Linked DNA regions of Mus musculus: region 1 is linked to region 2. A link is a contact called in public HiChIP or PLAC-seq data. All regions are on one chromosome and are shown on one strand. Each heading gives the region's core, a stretch centred on a gene start, on an enhancer-like site or on the middle of the called end of the contact. The rest is flanking DNA. Distances are from core to core; before and after follow the strand shown. Region 1 overlaps Frs2 (fibroblast growth factor receptor substrate 2). Region 2 holds the start of Lrrc10 (leucine rich repeat containing 10).

Region 1 (6,534 bases), core at 501-3,000, 73 kb before region 2:
CAGCTCACTGAGCTGTACTTGCCCTTCTTGTGATGATGGAAAATCACTGAGTACCTGATAATGAAATGGAGTAAGTTCGTATGCGCTTTGGTGTATTAGACTGCTACCTAAGGGCTGCATAGACATTGGATTTGTGATACTGTGGCATTCTGATAAGCAAGATGGCTACATTTAGTAGTAGACAGTTTGGGCATAATGTTTTGGAAATTAGAGTTTTGTGTAACATTTCTCTGCTTTTCTAGTGGTGGGATAATAGCATTTATTATGTAGCTAAGTTGGGAATGTTAGTTCCTTAAAATAAAATGTGTAAGTAATAGGCATTAACCTGTTTAACTCTAAGATAAATTGCTGAATAAACACCAGGACCATTCTCCATACTAGAGACAAGTTTTCATCCATTGTACCAGTGAACAGTGTACCTAATAGGTCCTGATTTATACTTTAAATGTACAGGTGGTTTTAGTTACATCTAAATAAGAATTCCACTTTAAAAGATTTGTCGTAGAGCATGAAAGTTCTGTAAGACATGGAGCTGCGCTTCTGCCAGAAACTCAGCATTTTGAAGACAGATAGCATCCCAGTTCCGAATTGAGATTGGGTACAAAAATAGCCTAGGGCTGAGAATAGACACAGTAAACGCACCGGCAGAGATCTGTTCATGTGGTTATGATGGAAAGGAAATCTTCGTTGTGCTTGTACAGAAAGATATGCTGTAAACATTGCACGTCGAGCACAGCAGACAAACCCCCGTTTCACGGTTATCCTATCTGGTTACTTCTTACTATAGAGCGTGAAGGCTGCTTCTGCCCTTTTCTCCAGAGTCCTCCTTCTCTCTTCCAGTCACCTGCTGGTTTCAGAAGTATCTCTTTAAGTTTTCCTTATTTTTATATTTTCTTTAATGTTTTTATATGAACACAAAATTTCCTTTAGTACTTTAAGAAATTATAAGACAGTAAAGCTGTCTTCAGATGTCTTTTGTTTCATCTCAGCACTGTTTGAACTGGTGTAAGACATACTTACTCTGCATAGTTTTCTCTTCATGGAGAAGTTACTTTTAGTATTAACACACCTGGAAATTATTTCAGAATCTAACATGTTGTCTTGCTTGTAGTAAGAGTTCCAGAAGCCTTGATGGTCACTTCTCTTGTCTTGTGTATTCTTAAATATATTAACTATAACCTTAATGTCATGTTACTTGTGTGTATGTTTTCAGGGCTGACCACTTGGTGTTGGGTAACCAATGAGTGCTGATTTGTTTTTACTACCAAATATAATTCTCCTGATAATGAAACTTTAGATATTTGTCTAGCACATAGTTAGGATGGTGTACCCTGAAAATCAGTCATGCATCCACACCACGTGACTGCTTAGCGGAGTGATTAAGAGTGTGGATTTAGAGGTCTGGCTACCCGTATTTGATTCCTGTTTCTACCACTTAATTAGCTGTGTAACTTGGGTAAGAGATTCTCGGAGCCTTAATATTTTCATCTATCAGATATAGTGTGTACTTATGCTATAAAGAGGATTAAATGAATTGTAGAGTGCTTCAGTCAGTTACTACATGATAAGCACCGTGGAGTGTTGGTTAAATAAATGTTTTGAAGTCAGTTTGTAGAGCAGTGCGTGTCCTTCCCCTGGGTTGTTACTACAGTCACAGGAAGTTGTATGTCGGAGCTCTCCTAGTGCTTCTCAGCTGTGGAGTCAGTCCTGCTCCTGCTGTCGCCCCAGCCCACTCTGTCCCTCCCTCTGCCTTAGCTGTGCTGTGGCTGCTGAGGCCCTCCTTCATGCTCTGCCTCCCCATTGCTGCTGCTACCACAGCCGCTGCCGCCACCACCACCACTAAAGATCACTAAGTTTGAGGACTTTCTGCATGTGACTTGGGAGGTTAAATGCAGGACTTTGTTTTTGTATCATGTGCCACAGCCACTTCAGAGGGCTGACGGGTGTTCTTGTGATTCATTTCAAACTCTTTACCCCTCTTGCAGCAGACACAAATAATCACAGATTGAAACATCGCCAGGTGGGGAAATGCCTCAGCTTGCTCAGGGCTTCTGTGCACATATGAGGAGCTGAGTTGAGTTTCCCAGCACCACAGAAAGAAACTCATGTGCTGCTGTGCACCTGGAATCCTAGTCCTGGAGAGACGAGAGACAGTGAGTTCTTAGGCTGCTGGTGGCTGAGCAGCTGAAAGGGAGGCTCCCGAAGCAGGACGACTTGAGTTTGGTTCCTGGAACCCATGGAGGAAAGAGGCAACCTAGTCACGAGTCTGTATCCACGAGTGACTTAGGAGAGTCACCTAACTGCCATACATATGCTGTAGTGCATACATGTGCATATGCACACACATGTAACTACACAAATAATAAGTAAGTGCGGTGGAAAGTGATAAAGGAAGATACTGCACACCAGCCTCTGTCCTCACCATGTGTGTGCACAGTGCGTGAACTAACATATATTTGTACACATGCATACAGCACACAGTATAGCCATAGCCCTTGGTAGGACCCTTCTGTATATTCAGTAAATGGAGTTAAATCAGTAGTACGTTCTTCTGGACATTCCAGGGAGGACTTGGCTGTCACTCAGACATGTTTCAGGTAAGAAAGAATGTAGGAATCTTTGACCTTGACTCTGGGGTATCAGAAGACAGTGAGGGCAAAGATACTGTGGCTCATAGATGACAAACTAATGAATGCTTTTCATTTATGACAAGGAATTCTGGGTACACAAGAAACATTCATGGATATAGACCAGTAATAAGAATTTATTAGAGCAAGGCACATTGCATTTTTGGTATCTTAATTTCTGAGAATATAAGCTTGATCAATAAATATATGGCATAGAATATTCATGAGTAATTTTTTATGCTGTTGAGTTTGAACATATTTATATCTTACTTTACTTTTAATCCCTATCTATGAAGCTGTCAGCTTATAATCAAATAATTTAGAAGAAGCTTTGAAAAGGTTGTGGGTATAAATTCTTTGACTGTGGCTTTTTGTTCTGACCTTGTCATTAGCTTTTCTTCTAGCTGTCACTTGTCCTGCTGTCCAGAGGGTAGGTACACTGGGGTAGTCAGACAGCTCAGCTTACTGAAAATAGAAATCCAGGCATGAAGTGGAGTTTCTTTGACTTGGAATCATGGCTATGTTCAGCAGTTATTTTAAACGAATGTTTTGTTTAGTTTTGGAGCAGGGTTTTGTGTAGCCCAGGCTGTCCCTGTGCTTGTAGTATAGTTGAGGCTAGCTTTTTTTGTTTTTAATAGTATGCTGATGTTTCTGGTAGAGATTGGGATCGAGTAACACAAGTCAGTGCTTCTGAAGGACTGTCATCGCGTGGGGACCAGGGGTCTCACCCCTCACACAGGTTTGTGGCTGTGACTGACCTTTTTGTGCACCTGTCACTGTAGAAAGGTGGTTACAATACCTGTATGTTCTTGCTCTCTTTCAAATAATAGAGTTAGTTCAGTCAACTACAATAATGTGAGCCTGTTTAGTTAAGCACTTTTAAAATTATGGATGAATTCATTCATTCATTCATTCACTCATGCATTTACTTTATATCCCAATATCACCCCCAGTACCTCCTCATGCAGATCCTTTCTCCATTTCTCCTTCCCTTCTCTGAGAGAGGGAGTCCCCTCTGAGTATCACCCTTACCCCCAACCTACCCTCCAGCCCCTTCCCCAAAGATTTTATTTTTATGTATTTATTTTTTCTTCTCTGGGAAGTTCTTTTTATATTATTTCCCTTTTTATTTTTGATCTTTTGCATTTATGTTCTCCCCAGTATTTTTCACTGTGAAGAAATTCATAGTGCAAACGCAAGAGGGAGAGAGCTGACTGGACTTTTATTCTCATCGCTGGGGTTTTGTTGAGTTGGGGGCTGAATTTGGTCTCTGTGTCTGTTTTACACTCTTTATTATCTTTCCCCCTCTAAATGTGTGTTTGTAGTTTAGTTCTCAGTTGTTTTACTGTTTTGTAATGCTCATGGATTATTTTTATGACCTAGACTTAGTAGCTCTACCAGGCACTTTTTGAAACAGGGTCTTGCTGTGTAGGCCTGGCTGGCCTGGTTCTCCCTGTACATAGACCACACTTCTTTCTTCCTCCTTCCTCCTCCTTTCTTCCTCCTCCTCCTTCCTCCTCCTTTCTTCTTCCTCTTCCTTCCTCCTCCTTCCTCCTCCTCCTCCTCCTTCCTCCTCCTCCTCCTTTCTTCCTCCTCCTCCTTCCTCCTCCTTCCTCCTCCTCCTTCCTCCTCCTTCTTCCTTCTTCTTCCTCTTCCTCCTCCTTCCTCCTCTTCCTCCTTCCCCCTCCTTTCTTCTTTCGCCTCCTTCCTCCTCCTCCTTTCTTCTTCCTCCTCCTTCCTCCTCCTTCCTCCTCTTCCTTCCTCCTTCTTCTTCTTCCTCCTCCTCCTTTCTTTTTCTTTCTCCTTCCTCCTCCTCCTCTTTCTTCTTTTTTCTTTCTTCTTCCTCTGGTTCTGGGAATAGAATCTGGAGCCTTGCCAATATTAGGCTAGTGCTCTGTGGCTGACTCTCAGACTCAGCCCCTCACCGTACAGTTCCTGTACTGTTCTATACTGCTAAACTTGAAGAGTCCTTTCTCCTGCCTTTCTGCCTCATGTTCCTATCACATGATGGGCATTCAGTGACGGAAGCTTGGGATTTTCATTGCTTGCTACTCTCTGACTGTGTTTCTTGTCACAATAAAAATGATATAAAATATTACCAATGCCTTTAAAATGTATAATAATTACCTAATTAATTTTGCACTGTTGTTGCACAGTTGATAAGTGAAGTCTGATATAGATCACCATCCTCTGTTAATACTGCTGTAAAAATAACCTAGACACACAGCTTTTATTTCTATATGAAAAGAGCTTTGTTGATTAAAAAAAATTAAATAAATTCTGAGGTAGTTTGTGGTTTTTTCCTTGTGCTTTAAAATGTTTTCTTTTTTTGGAATCAGGGTCTTGGTTTAGACTGTAGAAGTATGCTAATAAGATTATATTTAGTTGGTGAATTTGTGCCCACAAAAATGTGACTTTTAAAAGTTGCAAGTTGCTATAGTTCTTGCAGATAAGATTATTTCCTGTTTTCTCTCTTATATTTAGTATTTGTATATTTTCCATGAGGAGGCCCTTCAGCTGTGTCATTTGACATTCACTTTTAAATAAAGCTTTAACTACACAAAATGTCAAATGTTTCTTTGACCAGAGTTACCCATAATTTCCCAGGTAATTGTCCCACTTTAATTCTGTGCGTGGGGAAGTGAGGGGAATGGGAGGGCCAGGCAGACAGGTTTTCTCCTGCCACTTTGTAGGATCCTGAGCTCAGGTCATCAGGCCTGCATCAAGTGTCTTTACCTTTCATTTTACCAGCCTTCCTTTTATTTTTGTAATGTAAGGTTTCAGGAAGAATTTCTTTTGGTCCTGTAGGAATTTCTGCATTTTTGACTCACTGTAGCCCTTGGAACTGGCTATGTAGACTAGGCTAACCTCAAACTCACAGAGATCCTTTGCCCTTCCAAGTGCTGGCATTGAGGGTGTGTTCCCATGCTGGGCCTCTCTTTATAGGAGTTTTAAAGGCATTTATGGGTATGCCAAACAAGCTCACAGCCACATTAGCTGTGAAATTAAGATGGGCAAGTAAGCCATTGCCACTGTTTCCCATCTTGTTTGCAGGGCTTTGATATCCCTGACCCACCTCAGCACTGCTCCCCTCTAAGTCTCCTGGACGTCTAAGATGGTGTCCCTACAACAGTTTTCATAGTGAGAACCTGACCTTTCTATGGAGAGTCATTTGGGAACAGATTTGCCAGAACCTTCCGTAAAAGTCTTTTTTTGTTGTGCTTGTTTGTTTCTTTTAAGATTCTGCTGAGGCACTGGGGAGATGGCAGCCCAGTGGTTCAAGTGCTTACCACTGAGGACAAGGACCTGACTTTAGGTCCCCAGCTTCGGTGTAGTTGAGGGATAGGTGTGATGGCCGTCTGTGACAGGATCCATGGAAAGCTGCCCCGAAGACTGCCTGTAGCAGTGATCTCTGGGCTTGAGAGGCCCTGCTCCAAGGAACTAAGGTAGAGAACAGTTGAGGAGGCCTTCCAGTGTCACCCTAGGTCTTATGTAGGAATAAACCTCCTAGTTCTTACTCTCTTTGACCATTTTTCTCTATTGATAACTTCATTATTTATGAATTATCACAAATCAGAAAAGTTAAACACAGTTTGAGTTGAGTTTTGAGTTTTCTTGCCCTGGACTTGGTGGGGGGGTGGGTGTTGTTTTGGACTTTTGTTTACTTTAAATCTTTACATAATGTGAGATTCAGTTAATTTCATTTTGACTTACATGGAGAGCAACTTGTGTTAATGGTGTTGCAGCTTGGGATCAGGAGATAGGTTCCTCAAATGCTACCTGCGTCTCAAGGCCTCAGTTTCTTCAGTCTTTTGTAACCCCAGTATATGGGTTTTGTATTAGTTAGGGTTTTACTGCTGTGAACAGACACCATGACCAAGGTAAGTCTTATAAAAACAACATCTAA
Region 2 (6,871 bases), core at 303-2,802:
GCAGAGCTTCAGGGAAAGACTTCTTTGTGGCATTTACAGCAGGGGCTAAAGTGCGGGGGGGGGGGGGGGGGGGGGGGGGGGAGGGGCTCAGGCTGTGTGACCACAGCTTTGTTTTTTTTATTTTCCTTCGAATCAAGACTGATTGGGTAGAGTTGTCCCTTTCAGGAACCAAATTAGTAACAGCAGTACATTGGTACTATGCAGAAGTTCTCGGGAAGGAAAGAGGCATGAGAGCTAGAGAGAGCTAGAGACAGGCCACTGAGCAGCTGGTGGCGTTGTTTTCTTTATTTTAACAAATACAGTCTTTGAAGCACTCACCAGCCTTGTGACCAGCTACTCCTGCGTGGTGGAAGAGTGCTGTGGCTGGTCTTGTTCTTTGGTGTTTCAAAATAGCTCGTGTGAAGGAACTGCTTCTGGCACAGGAGTGACAGTCACCCTGGATTCCAGGCCAGCAACAGCACACACCTTCCCCCTAGGAAGAGGTGCTGGGGGCTGGAAATGTTTTCTTCGCCCTATTCCTTTACAGCATCTCACCTGGCTTTCTCTCCATCAGCCCTGGGATGAGCCAGGACCATCCCTTCCGCTCTAATGAGATGCCTTCGGAGCAGTGGGGTAACCTTTGAATTGGCCTTCAACCTCAGCTGTTCAAGAGCTGGAAGGAAGAAGGGGAGGAGGTGGCTCTTGATTCTCTTCCTTGGCCAGTGCGTACCGCCTAGCTTTTCTGGGGTCAGGCTCTGGTGTCTCCTCTGCCCATCTCCCAACACGGCGAACCCCTTTGCCCACCTTGGGGGCATTTCTGCAAGGATTGTGGTCATAGATGACCAGCTTCAGATTTGTCAAGTGGGCCAGGCTGGGGAAGTAGCGGATACTGTTCCGATCCACGTCGATCACCTCCAGAAAGGGCATGCGAAGCAGTACCGAGGGGAAGTCAGCTAGCTGATTGCCGGAGAGCCAGATGGTCCTGAGCTCGCGCAGGCGCCGGAGCTGGCCGGGTAGCAGACGTAGGGCGTTGGAACCGGCATGCAGGGTTTTAAGGAGACTCAGCTCACACACCACATCGGGCAGCCGGGTGAGGCAGTTGGATTCGAGCCACAGGGTCCGTAGGTTCTGGAGCAGGCTGAGCTCATCCGGGAGGTCACAGAGTTTGTTATTGCCCAGGTAGAGGATGCAGAGCTGTTTCAAGGTACACACCACCCGGGGGAGAGCTTTGAAGTTGTTGAAATCCAAGGCCAGGATCTGCAGGTTCTGCAGCTGTGCCAGGTCGGGAGGCAGGCTGTGAAGGTGGTTGTCGCTGAGGTAGAGCTTCACCAGCTCCGTGAAGGAGCACACGTGCAGTGGGAAGCGACGCAGCTGGCTCCCGCTCAGATCCACCATCCTGTCCAGGGGCATCTCCCGGAGGTCTCCCACCACATAACTCTGGCAGCGGTCGGTGGGGATGAAAGCCACGAAGGCCCGGATGGTGTTTCCCATGTGAAACGGGCTGCAAGGCGAGCCCCTGCCCACCAACTCTGTCAGGGAGTGGGCTGGCTGTGCTCACTGCTCGGGAACCCTTCTACCCTCTCTTTATAACCCGGAATTCGGTGACAAAAGCCAGTCACTTTGACAGAATAAAGTGCTCCTGATAGCAGCTTGAGTGTCTGGTGACAGGCCGGACAGGCAGGGTCTGGGACGTCCTGTCCAACTCACATATTTGTCTTTAATCACTTAAGCCCTGATCTCTTATCTACTCTCTCCTGATCTCCCGCCCCCCCCCCCCAAATTGAAAAAATACTGTGACAAAGGTGGAGAAGTAAAAATGAAAAACACCTATATTTGTACTATGTAGGTAAAACTGTAAATATTTGAATGCATAGTCATCTCCTTTGTGTTACAACTCACCTAACCCGAACAAGGCCCTGCTTCAATCCTGAGTGGGGCACAAAACAACAACAACCCGCTGCTAAGTTTTCCAGGATGCATCCTTCAAAGTGTTGCCAAAGGCCTACATCCTTTACAGATTTTCTCCAGTTCCAACAAGCCTTAACCAATATGTAATCAGAAGCAATGGCTTCTGATTTGTACAGTCTTGCTTTGTGTCCAGCTAGCGTCTTGCCACACTGTAAAAGGGTACATTTGAGCTGGAAGTGGAGTTCAGTGGTAGGGTGCTCGTATGGCAGAATTGAAGCCCTGGGGTCCGTCTCCATTTCTGCCAAAACGAACACACACACACACAAATCCTCTCTTTGACAAAGGACAAGAAGGAAGGCTGACTAGCCTTCAAAAGCATAGATTAATTAGAATGTAATTATTAATTAATTCATTAGAATGTAATGCACCCGGGGGGGGGGCACTTTCCAGAGGTGGGAACACTTTCCAGACCCATTTAAATGGCCATTAAAGCTCTGTACTTCTCGTCCATAATCGCGTCCAGTTGAGAAAAGCAACGATGAGCCAGACCGTTCCAAGAACGAGGGCCTCCAAGGTCTGGCTGCTGGGGGCTGGAGAGATGGCTCAAAGGTGGAGAGCGCGTGCTGCCCTTTGAGAGGACCCAGGTTCCACGCCAGCCCTCATATCCACGCCATATCCACGCCAGCCAGCCCTTGTATCTGATAGCTTACAACTGTCTTTAACGGCAGCTTTGGATGTGAGGTGTGGGGTGATGATCCAACATTGTCTTCTGGCCTCTGTGGGATCTTGCATGTTGTGTCCGGCCAGCAGATCATAGCCTGGGTTCTAGCTTGGAAAGGCATTCTGGAAACCTGGAAGAGAAGAGGGGCTAGGCGGCGAGAGAAAATGATGCAGCTAAGACAGGCATTCTGATCAAAGCTCAATTTTACTGTTCCGACACTCAGTTATGAAGGAAGGGGGAGGGGGCCCGATTCCCGCCAAATAATCTCGGAGTTCAGTAGCAGGGTGACCACGTGTGTGACTCCAAACAGCAAAGCGGCACGTTCCACCAGTGGGCGTGGCAGAACGATTGAGCGGGAAGCTCCACCCCTGAGCAAGCACACACACACACACACACACACACACACACACACACACACACACACACACAAATAAAGGTAACTATTAATTTAAAAATCTGTCTACTGGAAATGGATGCAGAAGTGCTTACTGTCTCCCAGATGTGGCTCTGTGCTGTACAGCAGGAAACAGGCTCCTCCCCCTCCTCCAGAGTCTTCCCCACTCACTGGCCAAATAATGTCACCTGGGGTGACTTTACAAGTCAGCAAAGTATGTGCAAATCACATGCTGAAACTGGCAGCACTTTGGGTCATCCCGGATGCCGAGTAAACTCTGGGACAGACGCTTCCCTCCTCACAGCCCCAGTGTCCCATTCAGCACCCCATGGAATCTGGGTAGGCGAAAAGTGAATTGACCAAGTTATGAGTCTCCTCCTTATAGTATTGTGTTAGACTATAGAGCTCCTCCTTATATTACCTTGTTATAGTATAGATCTCTTTGTATTACCCTGTTATAGTATAGATCTCTTTGTATTACCCTGTTATAGTATAGAGCTCCTTATATTACTGTGTTAGAGTACAGATCTCCTTATATTATTTTGTTAAGAGTATAGATCTCCTTATATTACCTTGTTAGAGTATAGATCTCCTTATATTACTGTGTTATAGATCTCCTTTATTACTGTGTTAGAGTATAGATCTCCTCCTTATATTACCTTATTAGAGTATAGATCTCCTTATATTACCTTGTTATAATCTAGATAACTGTTAAAGATAAACAGATAAGTCTATATAAATTGACTTGAGAAAATACTTGGAAGTCTGTAACAAAAAAAAAAAAAACCCAAGCAATGTTCAGACAATTCTATAATTTCCATCTATAAAAAATTATGCATACATCCTTGTGTGAGAGTAAATATTTTTGTTAAGAAGTAATGGTGACTGTTTACAAGAAATCTTCCTGGAGACCTGGGATGACATTAGGGGATGTTAACCACCCAGTCGCACTCTTTAGTGCCTTCAGAATTTTTTAAAAGGGCATTTATTATTTTAAAATTAAAACTTGGCTGGGCCTGATGGTGTATACCTGTAACCCTAGTCCTTGACACGTCGAGGCAGATGCCTTGCTGCGGACTTAAGGTCAGCCCAGACTACGTGGCAAGTTTCCAGCCAACTTGGTCTGCAGAGTGAGACCCCCCCATCTAAAAAACAAAACAAAGATAATAACAAAATAAAATGTAAAACTAGCCCAGAAAACAAAGAACCTGGCCCACCAGCTTGCTTGCTGTTTGGGAAAGAGCAGCCTGACTTGGTGGGAAGAGTCGCCAGGCTCCGTTTCCAACAGCTACCCTGTGACAGACCCAGCAGAGCCACAGGCAGGAGCATCCAGGACAGCGAGTGGCCCTCGGAACCTGTCACCACTCACTTCCTACTCACGGAACTGTGACCGAAGCTGGTAGTTTCCGGCCTCGCTAGGCTTTGAATGTCAAGGGCTGTTATCTTGGGTCCTCTCCTTGCTTTGTGTATTTGTGTTATTATAATAAGTCGTCTCTGGACAGAGCGCTCGCGCGGTCTTACCTCTATATTTAGCCTAGCCAGTGGTGACCACAAATGGTCATGAAGCAGCGCCCTCATTGTCCCTAGAAATGATAACAATAGAGGTATTGCTCCTGGCTGTTATTTACTGAGTACCTGCTAAGTGCTAAACCCAGTGCCACATACTTTGGTATAGCATATAAAATTCTTAGACATAGATTAAGTGTTTTACGCCGTTTCTCATACGAGGGACAAGTGGCTCAGAGAGCCTTTATAGTGACGTCACATACTCTTTGAACACCGGTTATGAACGGGCACAGGGAACCTGGTAGTTAACAATGGGGCCCCCATGCCACTGAGGATACCATTTCACCCCAGCAGGGGCAGGGAATGCTCCGGGGTTGGAAAAGTAGAGTATTTCCTTAATCCTTGTTCCAACACACAGGACTTCCCGTCAGCACTTTACCAACAGCCCCACTCCAACCCCCAAGTGATGGTGGGTAGTTGAGCTCAAGTCTCATGATTTGGAAGTAATTTTCTGCTGACTTGTGTCTCTGACCCATGATACTCCTTGCTGCCCGGGCCCCTGGCCGTCTCTTCTGCAGAGGTGGGCTTTACCTTAGCTCTCTTCCGCGTCTCTGTATCCCTAGCAGCTGAACCGGGGCGCAGAGGGAGGAGTCATTTGTCCTTGTCCCACCCTAGGCGCTCCCTAAATATAAGGTGAGTTAAATGTAAGGTGAGTTGTGTGCCTACAGCTAAAAAAGAACTACAAGTGCCCAGAACTGGCCTGGGGTTCCCCTTTCCTCCCGTGACTGCCTGATCCTGCCAGCTGATGTCTCTTTCTGTATCGATGTGATTATTGTGAACAGTCTATTCTAAGATGGAATGTGTGCTGCTCCCCACAGCTGGGACCCGAGAGGTATTCTGAACATTCATGCAGTGTGAAAAGGTCTTCACTGGGAGGTTAATGATGAAGAATCCAGCCACATTCAGAGCCATCACTGTATTAGTGATAGAAGTACAACTCACACAGGAATGAACTCATCAGCTGTCAGTATAAACACCACCAGCAAAGACTGAAACCAGAGCCATCCGTCAAAACAGCTCCTGACAGAGTGGTATTTAGTTAACCTGATCCCATGATTTTGTTTGTTTGTTTGGTATATTATATTATATTATTTTTTTGAGACAGGGTTGCTCTGTGTAGTCCTGGCTGTCCTGGAACTCTCCCTGTTGTTTAGGCTACCCTCGAACTCACAGAGATCCACCTGCCTCTGCCTCTGCCTCTCTGCCTCTGCCTCTCTGCCTCTGCCTCTGCCTCTGCCTCTCTGCCTCTGCCTCTGCCTCTGCCTCTGCCTCTCTGCCTCTGCCTCTGCCTCTGCCTCTGCCTCTGCCTCTGCCTCTCTGCCTCTGCCTCTGCCTCTGCCTCTGCCTCTCTCTCTGCCTCTGCCTCTCTGCCTCTGCCTCTGCCTCTGCCTCTGCCTCTGCCTCTGTCTCTGCCTCTGCCTCTCTGCCTCTGCCTCTGCCTCTGCCTCTGCCTCTGCCTCTGCCTCTCTGCCTCTGCCTCTGCCTCTGCCTCTGCCTCTGCCTCTGCCTCTGCCTCTGCCTCTGCCTCTGCCTCTGCCTCTCTCTGCCTCTCTCTGCCTCTCTCTGCCTCTCTGCCTCTCTGCCTCTCTGCCTCTGCCTCGAGTGCTGGGGTTAAAGGCGTTCGTCACCGCTACCTGTTTGATTCCACGATTTTAAAAGTTAAAAAAAAAAAAAAGAATTTCTGTTTTTACTATATTTTGTAAATTAGATTTTGATGAGTTCAGAGGGATACTACCATACTCTGTTCACAAGCTGCAGTCACAAGGTGGCGGTAGAGTTTAGTATTGAAAGCAACAAAGACTGCTGCTAAAGAGAGGACCTTGAGTCTATCTGCTGACTTCCTCCTCCTCCTCCTCCTCCTCCTCCTCCTCCTTCTCCTCCTCCTCTTCCTCTTCCTCCTCCTCCTCTTCCCTCTTCCATTTTTTGGATTCACAAACTTTATTGGCTCAACAATAAACAGCTAAGGAAACATTACCACCCTTGGAAAACAGACCTTGTGTGTTTCTTCGAGAGCAGTTGAATACTTGGTTTATTTGACTGGTTTTGGCACAGAATTATGATTGCTGTATACCCTGGAGCAAAATGCCTACGTTCAACTGCTCCTTGTGGTCAACCTCGCACAGAGAGGAAACTTATAACAGAGAGAGAGAGAGAGAGAGAGAGAGAGAGAGAGAGAGAGAGAGAGAGCAGTGTTCAGTGGGGAGGGGCTGGGGTGCTGCTGAACTGTCTACAGTGTCCAGGACAGAGCCTCCCCTCAACTAAGAATCATTTACCTCCGGTATCTCATGCTCCAAGGTTGAGGA

Evidence for each region. HiChIP or PLAC-seq counts read pairs in DNA pulled down with a chosen protein or histone mark.
Region 1: an H3K27ac HiChIP or PLAC-seq map of heart atrium shows a contact between it and region 2, with 5 read pairs. The contact joins the enhancer-like site here to the promoter of Lrrc10 in region 2. A contact is called at or near these places in 3 of 39 promoter capture datasets (embryonic stem cells, pre-B cells and second pharyngeal arch cranial neural crest), 1 of 15 datasets of contacts at CTCF or cohesin (CD8 T cells), 1 of 484 Hi-C or Micro-C datasets (the P5424 cell line), 1 of 115 datasets of contacts at active chromatin or transcription factors (heart atrium) and 3 of 9 other capture datasets (adipose tissue, liver and pancreatic islet).

What each region holds. Positions count from the first base shown.
Region 1 is chr10:117,113,842-117,120,375 of GRCm38.p6, reverse strand. All of the region lies in intron 1 of Frs2 (fibroblast growth factor receptor substrate 2), which reads left to right. Among named protein-coding and RNA genes, the nearest start is that of Frs2, 31 kb to the left of the region's middle. Within about 2 kb of position 1,750, at least 70 of the 459 cell types and tissues checked have an H3K27ac peak or open chromatin away from gene starts, as enhancers often do. A contact at or near this core is called in CD8 T cells, the P5424 cell line, heart atrium and 1 more, where this site is marked.
Region 2 is chr10:117,040,022-117,046,892 of GRCm38.p6, reverse strand. Lrrc10 (leucine rich repeat containing 10) reads right to left here and starts at 1,552. Exons shown (of 1, transcript NM_146242.2): 1 at 125-1,552. The coding sequence starts at 1,470. The coding sequence ends at 646. Gm10747 (a long non-coding RNA gene) reads right to left here and starts at 4,653. Exons shown (of 3, transcript XR_872056.2): 1 at 4,033-4,653; 2 at 3,098-3,337; 3 at 2,208-2,755.